2 separate regions of the Oncorhynchus mykiss genome follow, and region 2 is linked to region 1. Evidence: chromatin contacts called from public Hi-C data. All regions are on one chromosome and are shown on one strand. The core of a region is the stretch at or near the end of the contact, and the rest is flanking DNA. Distances in the headings are between cores, read along the strand shown.

Region 1 (6,851 bases), core at 3,014-5,513:
GGTGTGTTGAATGACTATCCTCCCATCCCAAAGAGCTTGCTGGAGAATAGAGACAGGATGGACACAGTGGATAAGATGGTGCAGAGCTACAGACTGGACGGTGCTGTGACAATCACTCTGAAGATCCTGGAGAAGATGAACCAGAATAGTCTCGCTGGGAAGTTAAAAAAATACATATAGGTATGTAACATAGTCTTATCTTTTGACTAATATGGGGATATGGGGAGTAATCACTGTGCAGTAATTCTCAATCTAAGAAAGTAATGCATCCCTAGTTGACTTTTCACATCCTTAACGATGAGCAGCTAGAGAGAAGAGGCTCAGTGGCTCTACTGACCAAGCTGATAAATAAGGATAAAGCTAAGGGGAGATTCTACCTGGCCCTGTCAGAGGACCTGGAGAAGCAGACAACATCCTGAAAGATGTCATGCATACAGCAAGATTAAAGGTTTGTTGTTCTGAATTCAACACAAACCAAACGAGAATGAGCAAGAACATCTTCATTTGCCTTGCTGTTTCAAACAAAAGGACATTACTGTATACTAATAAACTGATCCAGCAGGGGTTGTTACAAGGCAAACTTAAGACTAACAATATTGTTTGGAACCCAGGAAGTGTACCTGCTGCCTTGCCAGCTAATTAGGGATCCTAATAAATACAAAATTGTGTAATGTATGGACAGCAAGCACACAGTCGAAATATACATTTATTTGTTTGCCTTCACTTGTACATGACTGTTTGACAAGATTAGGCCTAATACTGGACTGTTGTGGGCTGTATTGCATGGAAAGATAGCCTTTTTTTCTTTTTTAACATTAGCTTGGTTTACAGTGCACTGTTCCTAAATATGGAGTCACTTAGAAATGTCATTGTTTTTGAAAGAAATACACATTTTTATCCATTAAAATAACGTACAATTTATCAGAAATACAGTGTAGACATTGTTAATGTTGTAAATGACTATTGTAGCTGGAAAAGGCAGATCTGGTCCTTCTTTGGACACCGTGTTAACAAACCTCCAAACGGGGTTCAACGCCATACAACACTCCTTTCGTGGGCTCCAACTGCTCTTAAATGCTAGTAAAAATAAGTGCCTGCTCTTCAACCGATTGCTGCCCGCACCCTCAGCTTCCTATTTCGCAACAAAGCCTCCTTCACTCATGCCGCCAAACATACCCTTGTAAAACTGACTATCCTACCGATCCTTGATTTAGGCGATGTCATTTACACAATAGCCCTCAACACTCTTCTCATCAAATTGGATGTAGTTTATCACAGTGCCATCCGTATACTCTCGTTGGCTGGCCCTCACTACATATCCGTCGCAAACCCACTGGCTCCAGGTCATCTATAAGTCTTTGCTAGGTAAAGCTCCGCCTTATCTCAGCTCATTGGTCACCATAGCAACACCCACCTGCAGCATGCGCTCCAGCAGGTACAGATCTCAACCCCATAGAAAATCTTTGGAGGGAGTTGAAAGTCCGTGTTGCCCAGCAACAGCCCCAAAACATCACTGCTCTAGAGGAGATCTGCATGGAGGAATGGGCCAAAATACCAGCAACCGTGTGTGAAAACCTTGTGAAAACTTACAGAAAACATTTGACCTCTGTCATTGCCAACAAAGGGTATATAACAAAGTATTGAGATAAACTTTTGTTATTGACCAAATACTTATTTTCCACCATCATTTGCAAACAAATTCATAAAAAATCCTACAATGTGATTTTCTGGATTTTTTCCCCCCTCATTTTGTCTGTCATAGTTGAAGTGTACCTATGATGAAAATCACAGGCCTCTCTCATCTTTTTAAGTGGGAGAACTTGCACAATTGGTGGCTGACTAAATACTTTTTTGCCCCACTGTATATTGCACTAGTCTTCCCCAAAGCCAACACTTCCTTTGGCCGCCTTGCCTTCCAGTGCTCTGCTGCCAACGACTGGAACAAATTGCAAAAATCTTCGATTACAGGCTCAAAATGGCCAGAAACAAATAATTTTCTTCTGAAACTCGTCAGTCTATTCTTATTCTTGTTTTGGGGTTTTAGGCTGAGTTTCTGTACAGCACTTTGAGATATCAGCTGATGTAAGAAGGGCTGTATAAATCAATTTGATTTGATTCTGAAAAATTAAGGCAATTCCATGTGAGAAATTGCCAAGAAACTGAGGATCTCGTACAACGTTGTGTACTACTCCTTTCACAGAACAGCGCAAACTGGCTCTAACCAGAATAGAAAGAGGAGTGGGAGGCCCCGGTGCACAACTGAGCAAGAGGACAAGTACATTAATGCCTAGTTTGAGAAACAGACGCCTCACAAGTCCTCAACTGGCAGCTTCATTAAATAGTACCCACAAAACACCAGTCTCAACGTCAACAGTGAAGAGGCATCTCCGGGATGCTGGCCTTCTAGGCAGAGTTGCAAAGAAAAAGCCCTATCTCAGACTGGCCAATAAAAATAAAATATGGTTTAAAGAACACAGACACTGGACAGAGAAACTCTGTATTTATCAATTTGATGTTATTTTAGATGGACAAAAGAAACATGCTTTTCTTTCAAAAACAAGGACATTTCTAAGTGACGGTTGTGTATGTTAGTCATTATGATTCTTACCACCAAAACAGCAGAGAAAAAAAATCAATAACCACATTATCCAATGTTCTTGTGATATGAATGAATAGTTGAAATGACATAGTAATAACATTGAATACAGGTCAATTGACTTACATTTCCTCTAATCAGGGTATTTTATCATCTAGCTTGTCAAATGTGTGGTTCTGTTTACTATGGCAGACATGTACAGTAATGTACAGTAATATAAATGAATGAGTCCTGGTTCCAGGACATAGTTTCATGGGGACAAATTCCATAATCCTAAAATGCAATGCAAGTCTTATTGGCGACATGTGGCACTCATGTCCAATTGAGTGGTGGAAACACTGACAGGGTTTGTCCTCTCCAATGGCAACTGTTGTGGAATGGATGCTTGAAGTCACTCTGTCGTCCACAGTGCCGCCTACAGGTAACTCATAACAGTACCTTTCTTTCCAACCTGATGAGGCTCCAGTGCATAGAACCTGATCACGATCCTGGAGAATACAAGTTAACCTATAATTAGATTAATGTAATGCAAATCAAATACACAAACATCATAATTACAATCTACTAAATGCAATATTATATTCATGCAATATCAAATGAAATCCAGTATATAGTAAATACATATTTTATATTTATATTCCCTATGAATGACGCTGTTGCAAGGCAGTGGAGCACCTTACTTAGGCTATAATCAACAACTTATTGTATTAGTAGCCTTGCCCTAAACTACACATCTGCCTGCACTGTCCATAAATCCAGAAACACCATGGCACAACAGATAAGAAACTTGCTAGAGAAGTCGATGTTGAATTGTGCTCTAAAGAGGCTACAGGATACAGGAACTGGTCATAACTGAGTTGTGTTGGACACTCCCACTTTCAATATCAGAGGAGGTATCACATGACTTTGTCCTTTATCCACAGCAAGCTCCTTGTCGTCTGCATATGAAAACTAATGATTTGTAGCATATTACACACATAATCAGCTACTAACCTGTCTTCAGTAAGACCAAGTTCTTCAATAAGAAAAGTGAAGATATTGGCACTGTGTTCCTTGTTCTTCTCCGCAGTGTCAGTGACGCCGATGGCGGACACGGACAGTATGACGCACGGAGCGCAAGTTCCACCCATGAGCATTGGCAGTCCAGGCTTCACCACCAACATCATTCTCTACGTAAAAAAATACAACATAAATGCACACACGAGCACAACCTAGCTAAGCTACAGTAAACTGCAATCTCAATAGAGAATGTTGTATTGGTGATATTTTGTAACCTCTGCTATTTAGCTGCAGTGAGCCAACTTCACTCAGTAGCGTTATTAAATATAGTGTAATGAAACAGCAGGGAGCAGGTCTCGAAACCTCGACCTTCGAGCCCGAGGTCCGGCGCGCTATCGACTTCTACGCGGTGAACCAGAGCTACCTACTCACCTCTTCGGGTTTGCCTAGAACAGCAGCTGTTTTGGACCCTAGCTTTTTCAAGAAATCCTCAGAAAACTTACTAGCAGCTAAGTTACTTTCCAAATCAATGAACGGCATGATGATTTCGTAAAGAGACCGTTCTGTCAGATGAGATGGCTACAGGGGTCAGTTTACTGCGAGTGTTCACTTTGTTCGAGAAAGCGATTGCACTTCTCTTCTGCGCATTGGTCGGTAGAGAAACGCCTCATGAGCTGTGATTTGTCCGTTCCCACCCAGGTTCATATGCATTATTCACGTTATATTTGATAGCAACCCATGGCATGAAATCCTAATCAATTGTGGACATTTGCTCTCCTTTATCAATTTTTACATTAAAGCTGCAAAATGTAGCGACCCAACCAAGTTTACATAGAAATGTGTGTTACAGATCTGTCATTCTCATCGAATTCAAGTTTAAGAAGCAGTAGATATGTTTTATGTGTTCTATTTCTATGTTTCCTCTTAAGTTTCGGTTTTGCTTCTTTTACTTTGGGTTTTGTACACCAGCTTCAAACAGCTGAAAACACAATATTTATGGTTATGGAAAATATATATTCACAGTTGTTTATATGGTACAATTACTCTCTACAATATACTTGCTTGTTTTGTGACATAAACATAATTTTTGCAACCAGAAAGTGGTGGAGCGATTTCTGCATAGTGCATCTTTAAATTATTGTGTTCTTTTATTATAGGTTTTATTACCTTGTCTTTTTTTACCAACTGTTGTGATCATTTTATTTGTATTGTCTAATTGTCTATTGATTGACTCTGCTACTTTACAATCATTCTGCAGTTGAGGAAGAGCTGCAAGTAATACTTTCATTGTACTATTTACACATTGTACTATTTACCTGTGCTCCTGACAAATAAACTTTGATTTTATTCAATACTTTATTCAAATATAATATTATTTGTGCAGAATAGTGCAGAGCGATTAAACATCAAATTTTTTGTGAGCCCAAAGTGCAGTTCCTCGGGGGATGCGTTCGTAAATTCACGCTGACTATCTATTCCGATTTCAGAGTGCTCTCGTCTGAGTGTGCCATAGTGCAGGATAACTATTGAATTTACGAGACGCGCAACACACGTTGAATATGACCTGTGTCAGTAAAAGTCGGCAAAAAACGTAATTCAATTGTTGCCAGCAGCACAGATACAGTCACTAACGCTCTAGATAACATGAAAACAGCCTAACCAGTTATTCTAGGAGGACAAAAATGGGGTGTTCTCATGTATGTCTGAAGGGAGTTGTAGTTTTCATTAAACTTATTCAACCGAGTTCAGGTCAGAAACGTGGTAATTAACTACAATCCCACACTCCATTGCGCCATTTCCCCCGAGGTTTCACTCTCGCCAAAATAAGCCAAAAAAGTATTTGATCCCCTGCTGATTTTGTACGTTTGCCCACTGACAAAGAAATGATCAGTCTATAATTTTAAAGGTAGGTTTAGTTGAACAGTGAGAGACAGAATAACAACAAAAAAATCCAGAAAAACGCATGTCAAAAATGTTATAAATTGATTTGCATTTTATACTTTAGCAATTACATTTACTTTTGATAAGTATATTTAAAACCAAATACTTTTAGACTTTTACTCAAGTAGTATTTTACTGGGTGACTTTCACTTTTACTTGAGTAAAAGTATAGGTACCTTCATAGAAATGACTGAAGTATGACAGTTGGGTACTTTTTCCACCACAGCTTGTTTGTATAGTGCATAAGTAGTCAAAACATTACAGGCAGACGTTTCAGCTCGTGGCTGCACTTCCTGTGCTTGTGACCACAGAAGAAGACAACAAGAATAGGGTTGAATGGGGGAACCCTCTCCCTTTTCCCCGGGAATAAATAACTGCGAGAAACAGGTAAATTATTTATGTGAACAGCATGGCATGAATTGGAACTATGAAATGATATGCAATGTCTAAATCTGTCTTCTCTACAGCCTCTGATGAATCAAAGGGTGGGGGCAGACAGCCCATTGCATTATAGAGTGTAGTTCACAATGCATGTAGACGTAGGCCTACATTTGCTGCAGTATAGCCAAAGTAATATAAAGACCGAATGCGAGTCTCATTTACCCATCTCCATCTGGCTTTCGGGGGACAACTTGTTTTTTAATTTAAAGATAATCATTTAAAACGCATATCAGTCAAATATTGTTGCTTTAAATCAGTGCACACGTGAGCACTCTCACAGTCTATCTATCTCTCTCTCTCTCTCTCTCTCTCTATTTCTCTCTCTCTCTCTCTCTCTCTCTCTCTCTCTCTCTCCATCAACTCCCTTGAAATTACATCCAAAATATGATTGCGTAATGCGCAAGAGACAGAGGATATAAGTTAAACGCGTATTATGTATAACCCATCATTAACTAGCTAAATGTAATGCTAATACTGCATTGAATGTATTTCCTGAAAAGGGTAGGCTAGGATATCTATATACAGTGCATTCGGAAAGTATTCAGACCCCTTGACTTGTTCCACATTTTTTTTAACATTACAGCCTTATTCTAAAACGTATTAAATCATTTCCCCCCCTCATTAATCTACACACAATAACAAATAGTGACAAAGCAAAAACAGTTTTTAAATTTTTTGCAAATGTATTTTTAAAAATAAACTGAAAAATCACATTTACACAAGTATTCAGACCCTTTACTCAGTACTTGTTGAAGCGCCTTCGGCAGCGATTACAGCCTTGAGTCTTCTTGGGTGTGATGCTACAAGCTTGGCACACCTGTATTTGGGGAGTTTCTCCCATTCCTTTCTGCAGATCCTCTCAAGCTCTGTCAGG
Region 2 (7,338 bases), core at 3,037-5,536, 40 kb before region 1:
ACCCTGGTAGTGACTGTAACGCAGTCTCTGCCAGGCAGGCATACCCAGGGTGCTTCCTTTCATATACTACTTGTCTCTCTGGACAACAAGGAATGTGAGCTGAACATTTGGTGTCATTTCTGGAGTGGCAGGATGCCCGGGAGGGCGAGAGAATCTAGGCTCCTAGACCATAAATTGAATTACCAGTATTCAACATGGCAACTTTGAAGCTGATGTGACAGTGAACTGTAGCAGCATAAAGTGCATTTAAGATGGCAAATTTGTCTTTTTCAATCATTGATGAATACACAACAAAATGTGAGGCAGCCTCCAAATGGCTTCCGTGAGATTGTAGGATTTTAGCACATGGGTGTAATCCCAGCCTACCTGCCAACCATTGTGGGGGGATTGATAAATTGTCCGTGGCCAGTCTTTCCCAATGCTTAGGCCTACATCTGGAGTCTTTTCTCAGGGTGGTGTGACCTACACTGTGGCCTATCAGGTCCCTGTGACCTCTGATACACCAGACCAGGCCCTGGTGGAGAGAGGCCAGTCCAGCTGAACACCAGGGGGAGAAAACACACAGCATCCTTCATCTCAGGTCAGGACTGTTTGCGCATGGTTGTCATCCAGTTCCAATAGACCATCTCATACCCTTCATACAATTAGAACCTTCTCGACAGAAATAAACAGACTAAACCATTCTTCCAGAAAGAAAGGTACAGACAAGGTGTCTCACAATAGACATGGATAAGATCAAAATGTGATATGACGACTATGAACAGAATTCAGTGTGCTTAACTGAGTAATTTATTTCAGTAAGGAGGGACAGAACATTGATTTACCCAGCCAACCCAAGGACAGTGAACCCCATGAGCAAAGAGGACCATATAGAAATAAAATAAAATAGCTGACAGACCAACAGTCTGCCCCGGGGGGTGGGGGTAGTGCTAGACCTCATGAAATAGGCCCATTGTTAAAACACGGCCAGCGCAGCTCCCATTCACACAGCGAGAAAGAGGGGTGGAGAGAGATAGAAGGAGGGAGAGAGACAGTGAAATTGTCCATCTCTGACAGTAGGATTAGTGGTGTCAGCAGTGTGGTGACATTCAGCAGATCCAGGAGACACTGCTTGGTCTGGTCCACAGAGGGGCCGCTGGGCTGGCTGGGTCTCCTCAATAATCAACATACCAGTTTGTTGCCTGGTTCAACTCTTCCCCAAACATCTTCCTACACCAGTGGCTCCCAACCAGGGGGTACTTGAGAAGATGCACATGAAGGGGTAATTCGGGTGCACTCCGTTCAGAGCAAAATTCAGTTGGAGGTACAGTAAATGAAAGAGTTTGGGGACCACTGAACTACACCATAACCCTAACTCACTGAAGAGATGGCACCAGGAAGAGAGAGAACTGAGGAGCCAGGAGTCCAGTCAAAGTGTAGATTGTTCTATATAGCTCATATACAGTGCATTCGGAAAGTATTCAGACCCCTTGACTTGTTCCACATTTTGTTATATTACAGCCTTATTCTAACATGAATGAAATTGTTTTTCCACTTATCAATCTACACACAATACCCCATAATGAAAAGGCAAAAACTGCTTTTTAGACATTTTTGCAAAAACATTTGAAATATCACATTTACATAAGTATTCAGGCCCTCTACTCAGTACTTTGTTGAAGCACCTTTGTGGCCATGTTTACAGCCTTGGGTATGACGCTACAAGCTTGGCACACCTGTATTTGAGGAGTTTCTCCCATTATTCTCTGTCCCGAAGCCACTCCTGCATTGTCTTGGCTGTGTGCTTAGGGGCATTGTCCTGTTGGAAGTCTCCCCAGTCCACGGTCCTGAGCGCTCTAGAGCAGGTTTTCATCAAGGTTCATGTTTCCTAGTCCCTGCCAATTAAAAACATCCACAGAGCATGATGCCGCCACCACCATGCTTCACCGTAGGGATGGTGCCAGGTTTCCTCCAGACATGACGCTTGGCATTCAGGCCAGAGTTCAATCTTGGATTCATCAGACCAGAGAATCTTGTTTCTCAAGGCCTGAGAGTCCTTTATGTACGTGCCTTTTGGCAAAATCTAAGCAGGCTGCCATGTGCCTTTACTGAGGAGTGGCTTCCGTCTGAACACTATCAAAAAGGCCTGATTGGTGGAGTGCTGCAGAGATGATTGTCCTTCTAGAAAAGGTATCCCATCTCCACAGAGGAACTCTGGAGCTCTGTCAGAGTGACCATTGGGTTCTTGGTCACCTCCCTGACCAAATGCCTCCTCCCCCTATTGCTCAGTTTGGCCGGGCGGCCAGCTCTAGGAAGAGTCTTGGTGGTTCCTGTTGTGTTCTTGGGGACCTTCGTTGCTGCAGGTACCCTTCCCCAGATCGGTGTGTCGACACAATCCTGTCTCGGAGCTCTACGGACAATTCCTTCGACCTCATGGCTTGGTTTTTGCTCTGACATGCACTGTCAACTGTGAGACCTTACATACAGGTGTGTGCCTTTCCAAATCATGTCCAATCAACTGAATTTACCACAGGTGGACTCCAATGAAGTTGTAGAAACATCCCAATGATCATTGAAAACAGGAAGCACCGGAGCTTAATTTCAATATACTATCCGGATGTACTGTATGAGTTTATGGCCAATCTGCCATCAAACAAATCAATCTATAAAAAGAAAGAGATACGTCAGAAATAACTGACAAGATCATGAAAAAGCATTTAAACCCATTAGTAGCCTCTACACTGGCCCATTTTCTGTAAAAAGCATCATACTAGACAATTTCCCCTCCCCCGTCCCCTTACACCAGTCCTAATACACAAGGGTTTAAATCATCCCAGGATTTAGCTGACCACAACCCCGTTCTGCTCTGACATCTGCCTGTGGGGATGAAGGCACACGCTACTCTGACTAGCCTGTTTGAGGGACAGCTCTCTGGACCAATGAGTAAACAGCCTTTGGGTTGTGTCTTCAGGACACCGCCTTTCCTGGGAGACACTGCTGCTCTGAGACACAATGTGCCAAAGTCGTTGTTGAAGGAGTGATGAAGAGAATTTTACAGCCGTGTGAGATATCGTCACTTCAGTGTGAACTTGAAGTCATCGGACCTTGTAAAGAGTTTGCCCTGTTGGCATGTGGTTTAGAGACAACTGAATGTGTGTGCAAGTCCAGGTGTCAAGCCCAATGCCTTCCGAAAGCATGTATACCCCTTGACTTATTCCACATTTTTTGTTTAACAGCCTGAATTCAAAATGGATTAAATAGATATCTTTCCTCACCCATCTACATATGATACTCCATAAAGATGGAGTGAAAACATGTTTTTTGAAATGTTTGCAAATGTGTTGAAAAGGAAATATGAAAATATTCACACACCGAGTCAATACATGTTAGAATCACCTTTGGCAGCGAAAATAGCTCTGAATCTTTCTGGGTAAGTCTCTAAGTGCGTTACACACCTGGATTATACAATACTTGCCCATTCTTTTAAAATAAATTCAAGCTCTATCAAATTGCTAGAAAATTATTTAAGCCTTGCCATCAAACAGATTTAAGTCAAAAGTGTAACTCGGCCCATCAGGCCGGTAAGCAACTCCAGTGTAGAATTGGCATTCGGAATGTATTCAAACCCCTTGACAGACTGGACCAGGTTTTCCTCTAGGATATGCCTGTGCATAGCTCCATTCCATTTCTTTTTAATCCTGAAAAACTCCTTAACGATTACAAGCATACCCATAACATGATACAGCCACCCCTATGCTTGAAAATATGGAGAGTAGTAATCAGTAATGTGGTATATTGGATTTGCCCCAAATATAACTTTGTATTCAGGACAAAAAGTTAATTACTTTGCCACATTTTTGCAGTTTGACTTTAGTGCCTTGTTGTAAACAGGATACATGTTTTGGAATAGTTTTTATACTGTACAGGCTTCATTCTTTTCACTCTCATTTAGGTTAGTATTGTGGAGTAATAACTACAAAGTCATAATTCCACTTTGACATTATGGAGTATTGTGTGTAGGCCAGTGACAAAGAAAATCTCAATTTAATATTTCAAATTCAGGCTGTAACACAACAAAATGTGGAAAAAGTCAAAGGGTGGGAATACTTTCTGAAGGCACTGTAAATGGTTACATTACAGAAAAACAAATCTGTAGCATTTATCAGACGACAATACATTTGGGGAAGGAAGAGGCCACGTCATAGCACGTTGTATCTTCGACCTGCGGTAGACCCCCTAGCACAGTGCAGCTGCAATAGGAGATAGTGCTCGACTGACGCTGTGAGTGGTAGATAAGACCAATTTCCTCCATCTCCTGCCCCCTCTCTCTAACACTCTTTCCCTCCCTCGTCCACTTACCCACTAACTACCTCACACACCCCCACATACTACTACTAAACAGCAGAGCTGAATGCTTCCTCGAGGCTCACAGTCTATATAACCCTTGATCTCTCGCCAACAGGCTCATTCATTTTTAGTGCTAAGAGGAGGAGACAGAAGCACCATGCACAAATTCCATCCGCATTACATAGGATAGTCAAAGTCCAACCACCTGGTTTCTCAACCGTGTAAGCAAGCAGCAATTAAATAACTCTACGGTGGTTAGGACTTATACCTAACAGTGGTTAGGGCTGCTTATCAACTGTACAGAGACAAAGGTTGTGGATTGAGGTGGTGGACCCACATCCTGTTTTTGTGGCTTCATTGTTACTGTTTTATTTCTGGTTCAAAATAGCACTTAGGTGGTGGGGGTGACAGGTGGGTGGCCATGGGTGTGGCCAATGGTACAGTCAACAACAAGAAATCTTAAAAATAATAATTTTTACCTTTATTTAACTAGGCAAGTCAGTTAAGAACAAATTCTTATTTTCAATGACGGCCTGGGAAAGAGTGGGTTAACTGCCTTGTTCAGGGGCAGAACGACAGATTTTTACCTTGTCAGCTCGGAGATTCGATCTTGCAACCTTTCGGTTACAAGTCCAACGCTCAAACCATTTGGCTACCTGCTGCGCGAAAAATCTGAAATCTTTTAGGCTTAGCTAAAAGATTTATGCTAGTTTCCTGCAAATTTACACCATTTACAATGGAGCTAAGAGAAAATCTGCAATCCTACACATTTTGCCATGGCTTATGCCATCTGAGTGACTTAAACATAAAATCAAATGGGGGCCTCATGCAATGACAAAAATACTCCCGAATGCATGATTTGGGGAATGATTTATTCTCCCTGACTATCTAGCATTTATTTTGGTGATTGCTAGTTCTCAAAAGTATTATTTTTTAAAGTGCCATTATCATTCCTACATACTTTATTTGGTTTTAGTCGTTTTAGTTAAAAAGCTTTTTTTCCATCCCTAAAACTATTTTCCCAAATAGTTTTCTATGCAGAAAAAAAACACTAACTATAGGCCTAGATACCCGGAAAGTGGTTGGGTTAAATACTGACGCAGGAAACTAGGCTAAATTGCCACTTCAGTACCAACTACATAAGACATCTTTAGAGAAAGAAAGACGTTATGTCAGTGCACGGGACCGGCACACTTGAAGTGTTATGTAAATGTGGCTGTTTCAAGGTTCTCTAGAAGATTCTTCCCTCCCTCTGTTCTCCCCTTCAGTCATTTCCCAAAGGTGCATTCAACTTGGGTGTTTACCTCAAACTGTCATGTCAAACTATTTCACATTTTCAATGCATTAACGAAATTTAGTGAATCAGCTATATTCAAAATTAATATTAATTTGGTATTCTTGATGAGTCAACAACTTGAACGCAAATATCATCACGTCATTGTCTGCAATAGGTATTTGTCACTGAAATAACCACTTGTAATCGCCACACAGTAGTGACAGTACCTTTTCAGACGGTTAGCCATTGTCATGAAGGCATATTAACAGGGCTGTTCCAATTCCGGTCCTGGAGGGCCAAAACACTTCTGGTTTTTGTTCCTACCTGGTAGTTAATTGCACTCACCTGGTGTCCCAGTTCTGAATCAGTCCATGATTAGAAGTAAAGGATGAAAACCATAAGTGCATCTATTCCCACTCTCCCCATTTAAAAAATCAGGTCATTCTCATAAAAACGTGCCACAGATTCCATTCGAGGAGGCCAGAGATATTTATAGATCCCTGTGTGGCTCCCATCGCTGCACAAGTATCCAGAGATATTGCTCTGCGGAGAGAGAATGCGACACAAGGTGGGTGGGTGGACGGGTTGGTGGAGAGGGGAGGGGTATTGATTTGCTTCATTCGAATTATTGCCTACGCATTAGGCCTAGGATACTCTTAGTAGCTGGATATTTCATTTGAGTGCACCAAAGTCTTTGCTCGCTTCCTGGCATAAACAAATCCATTCGTTTTGACGGAGCACAAAAAATGATTATACTGAGGAGAAGGCCCATCATCACTCCCAAAGGGTGAGACAGTGGGAAACAGATAATTGGTCTTTTGACCAATTATATCAGATCTTTACACATCTTGATATAATTGGTCTTTTGACCAATTATATCAGATCTTTACACATCTGATCTTTTCATAGCTGATCGGATTGGTCAAAAGACCAGTAGGTGAAAAAAAAGATCAGAATTGGGCTGCCTGTGTAAACGCAGCCATAGTCAGCCCCCTCACGGTTCCTATGGTAACATCAGTTAGCGAGGGGTTATATGACGCCATACTGGGCGAATGCAGACCGGAGGAATTTACAGGAAACGGCAGGGTGATCCCAGAAGACTTAGTACATGCCGAATACATGTGCAAAGAGAAGAGGCGTAGCTTCAGTTCCCTTCCCTCAGAGTGAACCTTGACAACCCTCCCCTTACAGCCCACTCCACTCCTAGCTGATCGGTAGCATGCCCAGGGGAGATTTGAGTGCAGCTGAAGAAGTTAACAGTGGATGGTTGGTTTGTGAATTAAAACAATATGTACAAGAGTGTGATAAGGCTACATGACAAAATATTGAATTCAGCTTCATTGTTACTCTTATTTTCATACATTTTCACAAACTTTCAATCAGTCATACAAATCCCAAATCCTACTCTGGAACATCACCAAAACAATCACGTCTGGATTAAATCAAAATGGCTGCCGCCCAGTCAAGAACACAGTGAAATGCCAATGTCAAGAGATTTGACATCTGGGGAGGTTTACCATGCCAAATGCAAACGTGATTCCCTTGCATGTATTTTTTTTCATAAATAATGGTCAGTGACATTAATTTAATCCAGCTCAGTTAAAATCAACACAAACCTTCAGTTTCATGCACACGACTCCACTGACAACGCATGCAGTAGCCTAAACGTAGGCCTGAATTCAGTGATTCAATTACCATGGAATTCAGTTAAAACCAATCAAATTACCACATTAACC

What was found. Hi-C and Micro-C count contacts between places; a contact is called where the count stands out from the background.
Region 2: a contact with region 1 is called in a Hi-C map of blood, with 1.9 times the contacts expected there. The contact joins the enhancer-like site here to the promoter of LOC110523258 in region 1. A contact is called at or near these places in 3 of 3 Hi-C or Micro-C datasets (blood and liver).

What each region holds. Positions count from the first base shown.
Region 1 is chr5:14,343,045-14,349,895 of USDA_OmykA_1.1, reverse strand. It overlaps LOC110523258 (D-dopachrome decarboxylase-A), which reads right to left and starts at 4,263. Exons shown (of 3, transcript XM_021601787.2): 1 at 4,028-4,263; 2 at 3,590-3,765; 3 at 2,484-3,084. The coding sequence starts at 4,135. The coding sequence ends at 3,012. LOC110523260 (a long non-coding RNA gene) reads left to right here. Exons shown (of 3, transcript XR_002473416.2): 2 at 1-180; 3 at 306-580.
Region 2 is chr5:14,382,844-14,390,181 of USDA_OmykA_1.1, reverse strand. All of the region lies in intron 1 of LOC110523261 (spectrin alpha chain, non-erythrocytic 1), which reads right to left. Among protein-coding and RNA genes, the nearest start is that of LOC110523261, 9.6 kb to the right of the region's middle. Within about 2 kb of position 4,286, at least 4 of the 11 cell types and tissues checked have an H3K27ac peak or open chromatin away from gene starts, as enhancers often do. A contact at or near this core is called in liver, where this site is marked.